Regions from separate parts of the Mus musculus genome. Here all the other regions are linked to region 1. Evidence: chromatin contacts called from public promoter capture Hi-C data. All regions are on one chromosome and are shown on one strand. The core of a region is the stretch at or near the end of the contact, and the rest is flanking DNA. Distances in the headings are between cores, read along the strand shown.

What was found. Promoter capture Hi-C pulls out the DNA fragments that hold promoters and counts their contacts. Capture Hi-C pulls out chosen DNA fragments and counts their contacts.
Region 2: a promoter capture Hi-C map of adipose tissue shows a contact between it and region 1. The contact joins the promoter of Gpat3 here to the promoter of Coq2 in region 1. A contact is called at or near these places in 4 of 39 promoter capture datasets (the C10 cell line, liver and pre-B cells), 4 of 484 Hi-C or Micro-C datasets (CD8 T cells, bone marrow-derived macrophages, cardiomyocytes and 1 more), 7 of 115 datasets of contacts at active chromatin or transcription factors (the 230-238 cell line, acute myeloid leukemia, large pre-B cells and 3 more) and 2 of 9 other capture datasets (adipose tissue and liver).
Region 3: a contact with region 1 is called in a promoter capture Hi-C map of hematopoietic stem and progenitor cells, with 2.5 times the contacts expected there. The contact joins the enhancer-like site here to the promoter of Coq2 in region 1. A contact is called at or near these places in 11 of 39 promoter capture datasets (the 3T3-L1 cell line, 3T3-L1-derived adipocytes, the C10 cell line and 6 more), 2 of 484 Hi-C or Micro-C datasets (bone marrow-derived macrophages and nephron progenitors), 6 of 115 datasets of contacts at active chromatin or transcription factors (the SCID.adh cell line, bone marrow-derived macrophages, large pre-B cells and 3 more) and 4 of 9 other capture datasets (adipose tissue, liver, macrophages and 1 more).

The regions. Positions count from the first base shown.
Region 1 is chr5:100,672,362-100,676,792 of GRCm38.p6, reverse strand. It overlaps Coq2 (coenzyme Q2 4-hydroxybenzoate polyprenyltransferase), which reads left to right and starts at 2,537. Exons shown (of 7, transcript NM_027978.2): 1 at 2,537-2,804. The coding sequence starts at 2,552.
Region 2 is chr5:100,842,750-100,847,870 of GRCm38.p6, reverse strand. It overlaps Gpat3 (glycerol-3-phosphate acyltransferase 3), which reads right to left and starts at 1,642. Exons shown (of 13, transcript NM_172715.3): 1 at 1,510-1,642; 2 at 923-1,216. The coding sequence starts at 1,063. It overlaps Gm46917 (a long non-coding RNA gene), which reads right to left and starts at 312. Exons shown (of 2, transcript XR_001784903.1): 1 at 1-312. It also overlaps a transcript of Abraxas1 not described here.
Region 3 is chr5:100,485,769-100,490,486 of GRCm38.p6, reverse strand. It overlaps Lin54 (lin-54 homolog (C. elegans)), which reads left to right. Exons shown (of 13, transcript NM_172714.4): 2 at 4,632-4,718. The coding sequence starts at 4,664. Among named protein-coding and RNA genes, the nearest start is that of Lin54, 13 kb to the left of the region's middle. Within about 2 kb of position 3,141, at least 14 of the 459 cell types and tissues checked have an H3K27ac peak or open chromatin away from gene starts, as enhancers often do. A contact at or near this core is called in the HPC-7 cell line and hematopoietic stem and progenitor cells, where this site is marked.

The DNA of each region.
Region 1 (4,431 bases), core at 1,288-3,787:
AGGGAGAAAGAGTCAAAGTAGTTTAGAGGCATGTACAATAAGAGGCATATGCAATACAAATTGCTGGTAAGATACTTCTAATAGCCGATAGGTGTATGAGAAAGGCACGGCCGCATGAAGACCAGTGCTCAGTTACATTACTGAATGTTAAATGCAATAACATTGAAGTTTCCCTAATCTTTCTTGTCTGCCTTGTTAGTGAGACCTTTTAAGCTCACATGCCTGTTAGCTTTTAATCTGCACCTTATCTTATTGCTCCAATGATTTTCATTATTTATTTCACCCTTGTGGTTCACAGCCTCTCCACAAAAAGAATACTTTCCAAGTCCAGGAATAGAACTTCCCAGGGCATATGAGTTTGAAACCATTTTTACCTTCTTTAAAAAACAAAAAAACACTCATGGAAGGAGTTACAGAGACAAAATTTGGAGCTGCGACGAAAGGATGGACCATCTAGTGATTGCCATATGCAGGGATCCATCCCATAATCAGCTTCCAAACGCTGACACCATTGCATACACTAGCAAGATTTTGCTGAAAGGACCCAGATATAGCTCTCTCTTGTGAGACTATGCCGGGGCCTAGCAAACACAGACGTGGATGCTCACAGTCAGCTATTGGATGGATCACACGGCCCCCAATGGAGGAGCTAGAGAAATTACCCAAGGAGCTAAAGGGAACTGCAACCCTATAGGTGGAACAACATTATGAACTAACCAGTACCCCGGAGCTCTTGACTCTAGCTGCATATGTATCAAAAGATGGCCTAGTTGGCCATCACTGGAAAGAGAGGCCCATTGGACTTGCAAACTTTATATGCCCCAGTACAGGGGAACGCCAGGGCCAAAAAGGGGGAGTGGGTGGGTAGGGGATTGGGGGGGTGGGTATGGGGGACTTTTGGGATAGCATTGAAAATGTAAACGAGGAAAATACCTAATAAAAATAAATAAATAAATAAATAAATAAATAAAACAAAACAAACAAACAAACAAAAAACCAAAAAAACCCAAAACCTCAAACATTTATTCCATGTATTTAGTTATTTAGTGTGTGTGTGTGTGTGTGTGTGTGTGTGTGTGTCTCCCACGGAAGGCCACAGACATCATGTCACAAAAGCAAAAGGTTGCTATTGACCCTCTATGGAGTTAACAGAACAGGGCAGAGAGCCATGGTCGCTCCTGCTTCATGCTAATAACTATTCTTTGGACTCAGTCTAGTCTTTACTTTTATAATGTCCTACTACCACTGCAGGACAAGTTGAAATGGGTTTGAGAGTGAAAAAGTTAGTGGACTTTAAAATACATTTTTTTCAAATAAAAAAAAAGCAATTTTAAAAAACAGCTTTATCATCCTTTCCCTCTAAAATAGAAAGCATTCGCAATGATTTTTGCATTTTAAATATTGTGTTGGGAACTCCAGGCAAATGGAAATAGTGTGCAAGTGTGAAAGAGCCTCGTGTTTGGCATGGCGGCACCTATGCTACCTGAAAGGGTGCTTGAAAATAAACAGCGTGGAGGCAACTTTTGGGAAAAGAAAGGAGCCTCAAAGGCCGCAAACCTGTAGAGGAGCTCAACTGGCAAGCAGCAGATGGAGCTAAAAGATCAAAGGACCAGCAGCGCTTCCCAGACTGCAAAGGCCAGCGCGCCCCCTGCTGCACCTTCCTCAAGCGCCAGGCCAGGATCACAGAACTCACTTCATAGGCTTTAAGGAAGGGCACCGAAAAGGATACACCACCATCTCAAAACACTAAAATCCAGATAAGCGACTTGTCCAGAGCCAGTCAGTGAGGGGTTACCGTGGAATAACACATACCAGGTACCTGCAAACATGCAACGGCCAACTATATTAACAAGGGTCGCATAAAGTTGGTTATTGTTTTGTTTTTCTTTGTTTTATTTTTCAAGACAGGGTTTCTCTGTGTAGCTCTGGCTGTCCTGGAACTCACTCTTTAGTAAGCTGGCCGAAAACGTAAAGATCTGACTGCCTCTGCCTCCCGAGTGCTGGGATTAAAGGAGTGCGCCACCACCACCTGGTTATGAAGTTGTTCTTGAGTGAAACTGCATCCTTTTTAGCTGTCAAACTTAGGTTCACCTCGAGTAAAGAATTTCCCTTAAGTATATAGATATAGATAGATATACTTAAATTCATATATATGTATATATATGAGTATATGTATATATGAATATACATATATAAAAATTTACATAATTTGATTTGGCTTTTTGTTTCCCTTTTAGTGTTAGAAGGTGAACATTCCATGTAGTTAACATTTTTGGACTTAAGTTTTTCTTTTTATGGTAGAACTATTCCATACAAATAAACAAACACTCTCCTTTTGAGTTCATTAAGAAGCCTGGAGATGGAGAGATGGCTCAGCGGTGAACAGCACCTGCTGCTCTCCTTACAGAGGACCCAGGTTTGATTTCTAGCACCATACGGCTCAGCCCGGTCTGTAAATCCAGTTCCAGGAGCGCGCGCGCCACCACTGCGCATGCCTGCCCGCGGCCCGTCGCCCTGGATGACGCCACCGACCGGCGTCCAGCCTGGCGCCATGCTGCGCTGGGGAGGCGCGGGGCTCGCGCGGGGCCTGCGGGCCGTTCGGTCCGCATGGCTGCGAGGTCCGCGCGGGCTCCCATTGGCCCTGGTGCGCAGCGCAGGGGTTCCGGGCGCGCGGGATCGGCGAGCCCCGGCCCCCGGGACGCAGCGGGGCCGAGCTCTCAGCCTGTCGGCCGCGGCCGTGGTGAACTCGGCGCCCCGCCCGCTGCAGCCCTACCTGCGCCTCATGCGCCTGGACAAGCCCATAGGTGAGTGGGGCGGGCTGGGCTGCGCTGCGCTCGACAGCCTGCCTGCCTGAGGAGCAGGGCCGCAGTGACCGCGACTCCGCTGCGATGCACCCATTGGGCCAGTCCCCTCGGGACTCGGTCAGGACCTTAGCCAGGGACACGCAGATTTTCCCTCGCTCTGAGCCGGGAGTCCCGGAGGCGGACGTTGATAATCACATATTCCCAGACCATTCCACAAACTCCAGACCACTCCTACCCCATTCAGATGTGAGCAGGTGCTCCTTTGCTTTCACGAAGCTTTTGATTGTTGATTTGCAGTTTTGAAGCATTTCTGCATTCATTAGTTTTCGATTTTTGCCTCCAATTATGTAAGGCCCAAGGGGCATGTAAGTAAGACTATTGAAATCAAGGCTCCTCGTCAGAGCCAGACCAGAAGGACCCCAAAAGTGTTACTACTGGGCTTTTTTTCCCCCTCATCACCGGTTACAAAGATTGAGAGCATCTGAACACAGCCGGGTTATCGTGCTTTAGAATTGCCCGCCAACGTAAACTCACACAAGCCTCTCTATGACCTTCTTTTTCTCAGTCTTTTTCATCAAAGTGCTCACGGACTATTGACACCTGTGACACAATATAAGCTCCGTCTGCACGCAAGGTTTCTGTCTAGTTGGTAAAACGATGCCCGGAGTTGTAGATGAAGTCACCTGGCCTTAGTGACAGAATGAGCTAGGAAAACTACCAGCTTTGAAAGAATTTGTTTCTGGCTGGAAAAGACAGTTGATAACCTAGGAAAGTATGGAAAAGTATCAGAGGTATAGGTCATGCACAGGAAAAGAAAAATAACTTACTGTCTCCAGAGTTCGAACAACTGAAAAAAATAGTACTCCAAAGGAAATGCTATATTATAGAGTAGAGAGGTCTTGGAGAAATATTTTCAAAATCCAAGGGTAGCTAAATATGGTGGCTCACATCTATAGTCTAACATCCAACGGCAGGAGGGCTGATTCAAGTTGCAAGTCAGTCTGGGCTTTATATTCTGAAATAAAAGCCAAACAAACAGACTTAGTGCTGAAACATTAAGACTAGGAGCCTGACCTGCAACCCTGGAAAGATGTAGGAAGAGGGATACAACTGAATTCCAGCTAATCTAGATGTCAGTATGTACAGTTTCAGCGTATGGAAGAACATCCAAATGCCAAACTTATTTGTTCTGCCTTTACCTATCCAGGACCCCCAACGTGGCCCCGTTTGGGTTTGGTGTTTGTTTTTGGACAGGGTCCCATATGTGTCTTTGGCTAACCTTGACCTCCTGCCTCCATTTCCCAGTTGCTAGGACTGCAGGCACTCTCCTCCATGCCTGGCTGGACCTGTTTTATTTTGCATAAGACAAGGGCTTGCTTTGTACTGCAGGTTGGCCACAAACTCCAGAGCTTGCCTCAGCGTCCAGGTGACAAAGTGGGTGGGGTGGCAGTAGCCAGGTGTCACTGTTGATATTCTAGATGTGAATGCTCCCTGTGTGGGTTTTAAGCACCGAATCACTGCAACAAGAGATTATAGACACCTATTAAATAGAAGGCAGGCCTGCCATTATTAGGGTGTTGTATAATTCAGGGTTTACACAAGCATTTTATAATTCTGTTCTTAGATT
Region 2 (5,121 bases), core at 393-2,892, 170 kb before region 1:
ACTGTTGTCACACTTAACTCAAGCAAACGTCTGAACTCCGATTCTCACATCACTTGCCTCCCGGCCTGGAGTGGCCTTCTAAATTTTACTAAAAAAGAGTGTATAAGCTTATGCTGATGTCGTCCCTCCTGTCCCTCCACTCAGTTGGATCTAACACCTTTGTCCTTGAAATCTGCAAACAAACCCAGGACCAGAAACCTTTGGGATAGTATTCCAGTGCACCTGATTAGATAAAAATCCCCGTGACTACATTAAAATAAAATCTGATTCTTCAGCCGGGCACTCGGGAGGCTCGGGAGGCAGAGAGGCAGGCAGATTTCTGAGTTCGAGACCAGCCTGGTCTACAGAGTGAGTTCCAGGACAACCAGGGCTACACAGAGAAACCCTGTCCAGAAAAACCAAAAAAAAAAAAAAAAAAAAAAAAAAAAAAAAAAAAAATCAGATTCTTCTCTGCCACCCAGCCATTTGGTGTCTTATATTGGGCACCAAGTGGAACAGGATGCCTCTGTAGTCACAAAAGGACCTCTGAAACCTGGGGCTGTAAAAACTCAAGAGTGAAGTGACAGCCCGAGAGGCATAGTGGGTAATAAACCTGCTGATACAGCAAACGGCTGTCCTGGGGTTAATCTAGTAAGAAAAAAAAAAAAAAAAAAAAAAAAATAGTAGTGAAGAAGAAATACAGATAGAGGGATTCTTGTGAGGTGGGCTACTGTTCTTGACTGGTATCAGGCTGTCTTTCTCACTACAGCAGACCAGAAACTGAAATATTCTCTCGGGTCCCCGTTCCATCTCCACCCCGACCTCCCACCACTGACTGACCCCCTTGCCCAAATTGCTTTCACAGTTCAAAGCTCAACCCCTGCCACTCCAAGATCCGAAGTCCTCAGAGCAGCGGGAGCTCCACATCCTTTCCTGCACTCACCTCCAAGGTTTTCACCAGGATCTTCATGTAGATCTCCGAGATACCCAGGGATAATCCGAAGGCCGAGGGTAAAAGGATGAGGCCGCCCACCAGCGTCAGCCAGGTGGACAGGAGCTTCACCGCCAGGTCTGCGCCCTCCATGTCTCAGCACGCCCTCAGGAAGAGGTCCCCAGGAAAGCCGAGAGCGGTAGGTGTCAGAGTCCCAGGCAGTCCAGCCGCAGTTCGGAAAACACAGCGTCCAGCCCGGAGCCGGGCTCTGAGGAGTCTTTGCCGCCCGCCTCGTTCCCTTCAGCTCTGCGGAGCGAAGAGGAAAGGGAAGGCGAGAACTCTCAGAACTACTGCGATCTCCTTGCTTCCTCCCCTTGGGTCCCGGTTGGCCCCGCAAGCTCACTCTCTACTGGAGGCCCAGGCCAAGCTGTAGCCACGGCAGCCGGCTCAGACCTGAGTGTCTCTGGCGAGAAGACCCAGCTGGGTGACCTACGGGACACCCTAGTGCAGTCAGAGTGCATGGAGGCAGCCAGGAACGCGCCCCACCCCGGGCCTGATTTCCTCCGGGTAACGATTGCGACAACCCCGCGGTGACTCACCGAGGCCCTCCGGCAGCGAGGATCCCCGCAGGTTCCCTGCACCTCGGCGTGGGCTGCGGGCTATGCGGGTAGCCAGTGGCTTTCGGGCGCCGGGCTCCCTTTTTCTACACTCTACCCTTGCCCCACCCCCATCGCCACCCAACAGGGAGCTCCGGGGCATGACCGCGTCTCCCGGGCGCTGCTGCCTAGAGAGCCGCCGCCCTCCGCCCCGCCCCCCCGCACTCCCAGCAAAGGTTCTTTCGGTAGCAGACTTTCCATCTTCACCCACAGAACGGACCGCTGACGTCCCCGATCGCTGCGGAAGATCTTGTTTGTGAGCCTGCAACACGACCTCCTGGGAAGGGCTTTCGGGAGGAGGAAACTACTGAACAAGGGTGAGGCAGTCGCGCACCGTGGCTCGTGGCTCTCTCTTACCTCCTTCCTAGCTGCAGTCAGGGAAAGAAAGCTCGCCCGCTTTCTCTCTCTCCACAAGTCGCCTTAGCCACTCTGCCACCACCTCTCTAGCCACAAAATAGACCCAGAAATTCCAAGCGGTTGTGTCGCAGAAGACTGGAATTCCAGCACTTACGCTCGGGAATCTGCGACTGGAGAATTCCGAGGAGATGGGTCTGGGCTGTTTTGAGTTCCAACAGTCAGCTTAAGACTAAATAGGTAGATCCTTTATAGACCTTGCTTTAAAAGGGCAGGCGGACCGGTGAGCGGGCGAGGGGGAGGGGAGGACAGGACACCCTAGAGGCTGTTTGTCACTCCCCTCCCTGGAGGAGATTCCAGTCTAAGCTTCCCTAGCATCCGCCTACACCGACTGCAGAAAACGCTGCGCAAATACTAACCTTCACCTAACTGGCTAAGAGTTTCTCAGGGGTCCACGTCCCACGCCGCTGTGATGAACGGCCTTACTAGAACGAAGAAGGGAAAATCCTGCACGCGTATTCCACTGCAGGACAACCAGTTTTAACAATAAGCGTGAGAAAAGATATTGAGAGCAGCAGTTTGCAAAGCGACTGACTAGGATCCAAACCATCACCGAGTCGGCCCTCAATTCTTAGAAGGACCAAACTCTTACTGTTGACAGTCGGGAGTCAGTTTGGGAGCTGGAAAAAGTGAGAGAGCTAGCAAAATGAACTGAAAGTATTTACAGCAAATATTGCAGAGAAAGCTGCCCTCACCTCCAGAAGGGGTGGAGGAAGAAGGAAGCCGGCCTTAAAGACTGTACAAGTTTGTTCTCTGAGCCTCCTGCCAGGTAGGTGTAAGACACTTTTCCCACTAAGAAGGGGGAAGGGGAGGACAATGAAGTTATGAAGGAAACGGAGCTTACTCTCAAAACAGCTTCTGGGGTCATTGAGGTGGCTCATCAACAAAGTTGCCTGATGCCAGTCAGCTAGGATGACCCGTCAATCTTTGGACACCACCACTACCCCCCCCCCCCCCCCCCGTATAAGGGGAGAACCAATTTATCTCCTGCCCACCTGTGCTCGGTGGCATGCCTCCCCACACACACAAAATAAATAAAACGTAACAAAAATTATTTTTTGAAAAGCATCTACCAGGCATTATGTGGAAAACCTGTAACCCCAGCGCTTAAGAAATAGAAACAAGAGGATCAGGAGTTCAAGTCCAGCATGGGCTTTCTTAGACACCATCTAAAAATCAAATAAACCTCTATGTATGTGCAGAAGGAAACTGGAAGCTGGCCAACATATCTCTGAGCGCATGTGTGGTTTATATAGTTAGGCCACAAGCTAGGGTTTATTAGCTCAGTTAATGTTCCAATAAAATATTTAACCTCTATTATTCCCTCCAGCTGAAGTGACTAAGGGCTGCTCCCTTGTTCACCCTGCAGAGGAAACAAACAGGAGGCCCCCTGTTTCTGCTCAGCACACAAACACCCCAGTGCCCAGGAAGGCTTGTTGTTCATAATCAAAGGTGTGAACGCTTTGGTTTGGGGCTTTGTTTAGGAATGTCTTACCCACCCCCACACACCCCAGCAATGTCACAAAGCCTCCTAAAAGACACAGGCTCACCTTGGCAACCTTAGAAAAGCAGAGGTTCAGCACTTTACCTCCTCAGAAACCCCTTCCTGCAGTGAGGACTCCCCTGCCTTAACAGATCACACTTGGAGCTTCCACCTTTATGGAAGCCAGAAGTCTGAAACTAAGATGCTGTAATACATAGTCAGGCTGCCCGCAAGAGCTCTAGGGAGAATCCTTCCTCTTCCAGCTGCTGATGTTCCAAGAGTTCTGTGGTTTCTGTGACTCTAGTCTCTGTCCCTGTTCACATACTGGGCATCTTTCTAGTATTTGAATGAACTCAAGGAACAGATAGGAATCTGTCTGGTGTGGTTCTGTTACTTAAGTCTTTTATTCTGGGACAGACTGTGAGACCTCAGGGTGGGGTGGACGACAGTTGTGGATTCAGTTCTGCAGTCTGACTTTAATACAGATAGATAGAGTTCCAGAGAGGCTCTTCCTACACGTGCAGTACTTTGGGTCAGATGTTCAACTGAAGGATAAGAGCTCCATTTTTTTTGTTTTTTGTTTTTGTTGTTGTTGTTTTTGAGACAGGGTTTCTCTGCACAGTCCAGCTGTCCTGGAACTCACTCTGTAGACCAGGCTGGTCTTGAACTCAGAAATCCACCTGCCTCTGCCTCCCAAGTGCTGGGATTACAGGTGTGCGCCACCACTGCCCGTTTTTTTTTTTTCCCCACTTTTGGGTTTGTTTGTTCGTTTGTTTGTTTGTTTTCCCTAAGCCCAATGACAGACAGTAGTCCACCCTATGTGTTCCATGGCAGGGAGGGGTAGTCAGATGTAGCAGATATGGAAACAAGTCTATATATCTAGTCCCTGCCTAGGAAGAGGAGGGAGGGAAGGAAGGGAGGGAAGAGGGGAGGCAGCCTGAGAATGCTCCTTACTAGGAGAGCTCATGCGCAAGGCCCTGGGTTCAAATAAAATCACATAGCAGCGCTCTTCCTGGTTGGTTGGTTGGTTGGTTGGTTGTTGCAATACTAACAACACCAAGGCCTTGCACATGCTAAGCCAAGGCTCTATCATGAGCTGTAGCCCTAAGATTAGAGAGGAAAAGAAAAGTCACTTTTTATCCTCTCTCTCTCTCTCTCTCTTTCTCTCATTGGTCTTTTCTTGTTTGCTTTGAGATTTGTCTTTTTATTTTGTTTTGTTTTTAGACAGGGGCTGTCTATAGCTCTGACTGTCCTGGAAATTGCTATGTATATCAGGCTTTCCTTGAACACAGAGATCAACTTACCTCTGCCTTCAGAGGCTTGGGATTAAAGGCATTCACCATCACACTCAGTTCCTAAGGTTTTTGTTGTTGTTGTTTGTGGGAAGCCACATGTGCCGTTGCAGGGTGGTGCTGGCTACCTCTGGCCACCACACATACATAGGCAGTAAAGTTTTTTGCCAAGATGAGGTTTTGAGAATTAACCAATCAAATGAGAGACATATTAACCAATCAGATGAGAGACATGTTAACCAATCAGATGTGAGACATGCAAATGAGGTAGTAAGCATAACCCATGAATAACCAATCTGGGTGTGAGACACGCCTCTCCTAGGCCTATATAAGCAGCACCAGTTCTGGACTTGGGGTCTTTTGCCT
Region 3 (4,718 bases), core at 1,892-4,391, 190 kb after region 1:
ATTTAAAGTAGCACTGGCTCCTCTTGTTAGGTTTTTCTTTTTCTTGTCTTAATGGCTTAGTTAGGTAGAGAGGGCTTGACCGGCAGTCCTCGTGCCTTGAGAGCTTTAATGCTGGGAGCCCGTGTGACCTTCAGCATGTCTGGGTTGTCCAGTTCCTTGCCGTTTGAGTATTTTCTTGACACTTTGGGGGAAGAAGAAAACAAAACTGTGTAGTGCTCTGAACCACAGCTTGAAAAATTATGTCTTTCTGGAGAAGTCAAGATAGCACACATTTAATTTTACAGGCATACTTTTAGAAATGTAATTACAATATCAAAGATACCCTCCGGGGGAGAAATAACACTCTGGGCTTCTGGGCTGGGCTGCTGAGCCCTGATCCTTCTGGGCGGGGCTGCTGAGCCCTGATCCTTGTTGCGGTTTTAAGATTCTGGAAAAAGAAGGTCAGGTCACACCTGAAGCCCTCAGAGGATAGGAGGTAAAGGTAGCACTTAGCTAGGTAAAAATGAGAATTGAAACTGCCAGCCAGGTTAACTACGAAAAAGGGGTAGAAAACAAAACACCAGTGGGAGGAATGAAGAGAGGGCATTCCTACAGAGCCTACAGATTATTACACATAACTTTAATTACATATACACTTACATATAATTATATAGTGCTGATAAATTTGGCAAGAAGAAATAGACAAATTCTTTAGAAACAGAAACTATCAAATACTGAAGGTGAAACAGAGAGAGTTGATCAAAGATATCAAGTTTATAGGTTTTAAAAGCCTTTTTGTAAGCTAGGAGCAGTGATTCCTTTCTATAGAAGCTTGGCAGGCTGAAGCAGGGTCCCTGGAGGCCAGTGTGTACAAAGTGCATATAAGACCTTGTCTCTAGAATCAAAGCAAGAGAAAGCTTCCGATAAGCTATGTGTCTTCACTGATAAATTCTAAGGAACATGGAAGAAGGAAGTAGACAGTTCTGTGCACACTTTTCCTGAGCAGAGAATGTACCCACTTCGTTTTTATCAGGCTAGCATTATTTCCAGGTAGATGTTACAAGAAAACTACAGACCAATACCTTTCATGAATGTAGACAACAATGCTTGTTAGCAAAATATTAACTGAATAAATCCAGCAGTTAACACAAAGGGTAATACATGATGGACTGAGAATGTAGAACTGGATTGGTAATAAAAATTAGTTTAACTTGCAGACTAAAGTAGAAAACCATCTAATTTTTTGGTAGTTATAGAAAAAGCAAATGACAGAATTAAATGTGTGTGTGTGTTGCTAGAAATTGAACATTGGGCCTCATATAAACTAGGCCAGCGTTCTACCAATAAGTTATGTTTCCATCCTTGCCCCTCTTTTGAGAGTGGGTCTTGATATGTATATAGGTATTAATCGCCCTTCTGTTGCTGTGATAAAATACCATGACCAAAAGCGACCTAAAGAACCTTCGGTTTATGGTTCCAGAGCAAGACTCCACTGTGGCAGGGAAGACATGGCACAGGAACAGGGGAGCTGGTTGTACACATTCCCTCCATTTACAGGGAACACAGAGGGCAGGAAGGAGGATGTGGCTGCTTGAGGAAGCCTCAGCATCCTTCTTAGGGACGTGCTTCCTCCTGTAAGGCTTCACCTGTAAAAGTTTCTATAATCTCCTGAGCAGCCCAACAGCTGGAGATGCAGTGTTCATATGTGAGTCTGTGGGGGCCACTAATTTAAACCACTACCCAGGTTAGCCTTGAACTGACAATCCTGCCTCCACCTCCTAAATCTGTAGGTTATGCACATGAACCTCCATTCTTGAGTTCATTTAATTTTTTTATGGTTGTATTCATTTTTACTTCATATGTATTAATGTCTTGCCTGTGTGTATGCCTGTATACCACATATGTACAGTGCCTTCAGAGTCCAGAAGAAGGCATCAGATCTCCTGGGACTGGAGACAGCTCATATGGTCCAATGCTTTTTAACTGCTGAGCCATTTCTTTATGTCAAGTTTTTTTTTTTTAATTTATTTTGTTTGTTTTCTTTTCAGAATAGGCAAGATGGTTTTGCTGATAATGGTGCATTTGGCCTACATTCAGTCCTAGTGATTGACATGTTGGAAGGAGCCAACACTCGCCCTTTGCTCTCCGTTCGACTCTACACTTATACCACTGTACTTGTCCAGCACCCCACAAATGAATCCATACATCTGTATTCATTTACATATCTGTATGTGTGTTCAGATGATCATTTGAAAGAGTGAAAACAGTGAAAGCTAACCCTTTCAGCTTGTTAAAGGAAGCCTGAGAAACCTGCAGAGAAACAGATGATACCAGGAAGCAGGCAAAGATGTCTGTTTTCATTCTGTTAAGTCATCATTTTGTGTGACATCACAAGTAAATATAGAAAGGCAAAGGAAATACAAGGTGTGCAGATTAGAAAGGAAGATTGGAGCTGGGCGTGGTGGCGCACGCCTTTAATCCCAGCACTCGGGAGGCAGAGGCAGGTGGATTTCTGAGTTTGAGGCCAGCCTGGTCTACAAAGTGAGTTCCAGGACATCCGGGGCTATACAGAGAAACACTGTCTCGAAAAACCAAAAACCAAAAACAAAAACAAAAAAAAAAAAAAAAAAAAAAGAAAGGAAGAATTGCAATTATTACTTGCAGACAAGTATTGATGAACGTTTTCAGTAATCTACATTGCAAGCTACTACAGTGAATAAGTGGGCTTAGGATGCAGGGTACATGGACAGTAATCAAAACTCAATCCTATCTCAGTGTTAATGATAGACACTTGGGAAGTAGGGAACATCATTTATAATAGCATAAAAACAGTACTTAGGGGTAGACTGAGCAGCATCAGAGGCATACACTTGGAGTATGAAATGTTGATGGGTAGATATGCTGTTGGGAGCCTACTCTGGGGTCTTTGCATTTCTGTATGAGCTACAAAGGGAGGCGGTGGCAGCTCTGTCTGTGTGTGTGTGTGTGTGTGTGTCAGACAGACAAAAAGCTTTGTCTCAGACTCAGGACTCTTGTGTTTGGAGGATGAAGCAGTAACTGGTACTGTGTTTCCTTGCTTGCAAACAGCCTATTTAAAAAACCAAACCTCCCACCTGAATTTGGGCTTTGGCTTCTGAAAAGGGGAAGGAAGGGTAGGGTTCTTGTGGGCTAGGTTACAGGCTGTGAAAGATTTTCTGGGCAATGAGTACTCCTCTGTGAGGTAGACAACTTGGGCAAGAGAGTTTTACCTGATAGATCATATTTAGTGGCTCAGCTGACAAGTGGAACCGACTAGATGATGCTAGTTATTGTACACACTCAAGCCCATGCCCTTTGCTGAAAGGCAGTGCGAGTGGCTGCTGAGTGAAGGATCCCTCAAAACTTGGAGTGTGGGGATTTCCACAGGGTGGCAGTGAGGGAGGGTATGGAGCTGTGTGTTAGTGAAAACCGCAGGAGTTGGTTGGGCTACAAGAGGAGTTCTTAGGATTGGAAGAAATGCCAAGGTGTGTTTATTAGTGTGGAGCCACTAGCTCCATCTGTGTCTTGACCTTAAGACCAAAGTTCATGCCTATGCGTCTGTGCCCCATTTTGCACATTGTAAAGAAGAAGAAAAAATCACAGTTGAACTACTGTAGGTCAGGCCCTTCTGTGGTATTTACCCGTGGCATCCGAGAATTGCAGCGTGGGCCCTTCCTCACATGTGTTTTGAGACTGATCTTTGCTGTTGCATTCATTACTAGCTCCCTTCCTGAGATTAAAGGCCTGGCTTCTGAATCTTAATTCCTTAATTCTACAGCGTGAGTTCCAGGACAGCCAGGGCTACACAGAGAAACCCTGTCAAAAAAAAAAAAAAAAAAAAAAAAAACCAAAAAAAAAGACAGGCTGTGCTAGGAGGTGAGAGGATACTATGTCTCCAAAAGAAGAGAAGTAAGAGTTGCTGATTAGGATCTAAGCGATTTTCGAAGTTCTCTGAGCAAACAGTAGTTTCCTGGTTCATGCCATACTGTCTTTATTACATGCTGATACTGGACACCACTCCTTTGTTGGAAGTTCGAAAGGATTTTTAGGGAAAAGTATTTAGGCTGATTTGTTCATAAGCTAAACTTATTTTTTTCCTTGATGGGGGCTGGTTGTACATTATTTATTTTTTATTTTATGTGTGTTTTGCATGCATGTATGTATGTACACTGTGTGCATGCTTGGTGTTTGTAGCAGTCAGAAGAGGGCATTGAGTCACCAGGAACTGGATGGAGTTCCAAAATGTTCTGAGCCACCATGAGAGTGCTAGAAACTGAACCCTGGTCCTCTGCAAGAACAACAATTGCTCTTAATTGCTGAGCCATCTCTCTAGACTTATATAATCTTGAATAGTTTCTTCTTTGATACTTTAAATGGCAGAGGATTTGAAAATCTTTCCAAAGAAAAATTCCTCTATAAGAAGCTACTTGATTAGACTTGGGCCACATAGTCCATTTGATCTCCGTGAAGTGGATTCATCTAGAAACCCCTTTACTGTTTAGTGGATGTTTATAAGTAGGGTAATGCCATTTGTAGATAGGTCATTGATACATTTTGTTATTTACATTTTTCTTGAGTGTATTTTTAAAATCTGCTTTAAAGCCTGGTAACGGGTTTTTCCGCTTTTCTTGCAGCACCTGGGCATCTCTCTAGAAGCGGTGCGATCATGGAGGTGGTGCCGGCCGAGGTGAATAGTTTGCTTCCAGACGACATAATGGACA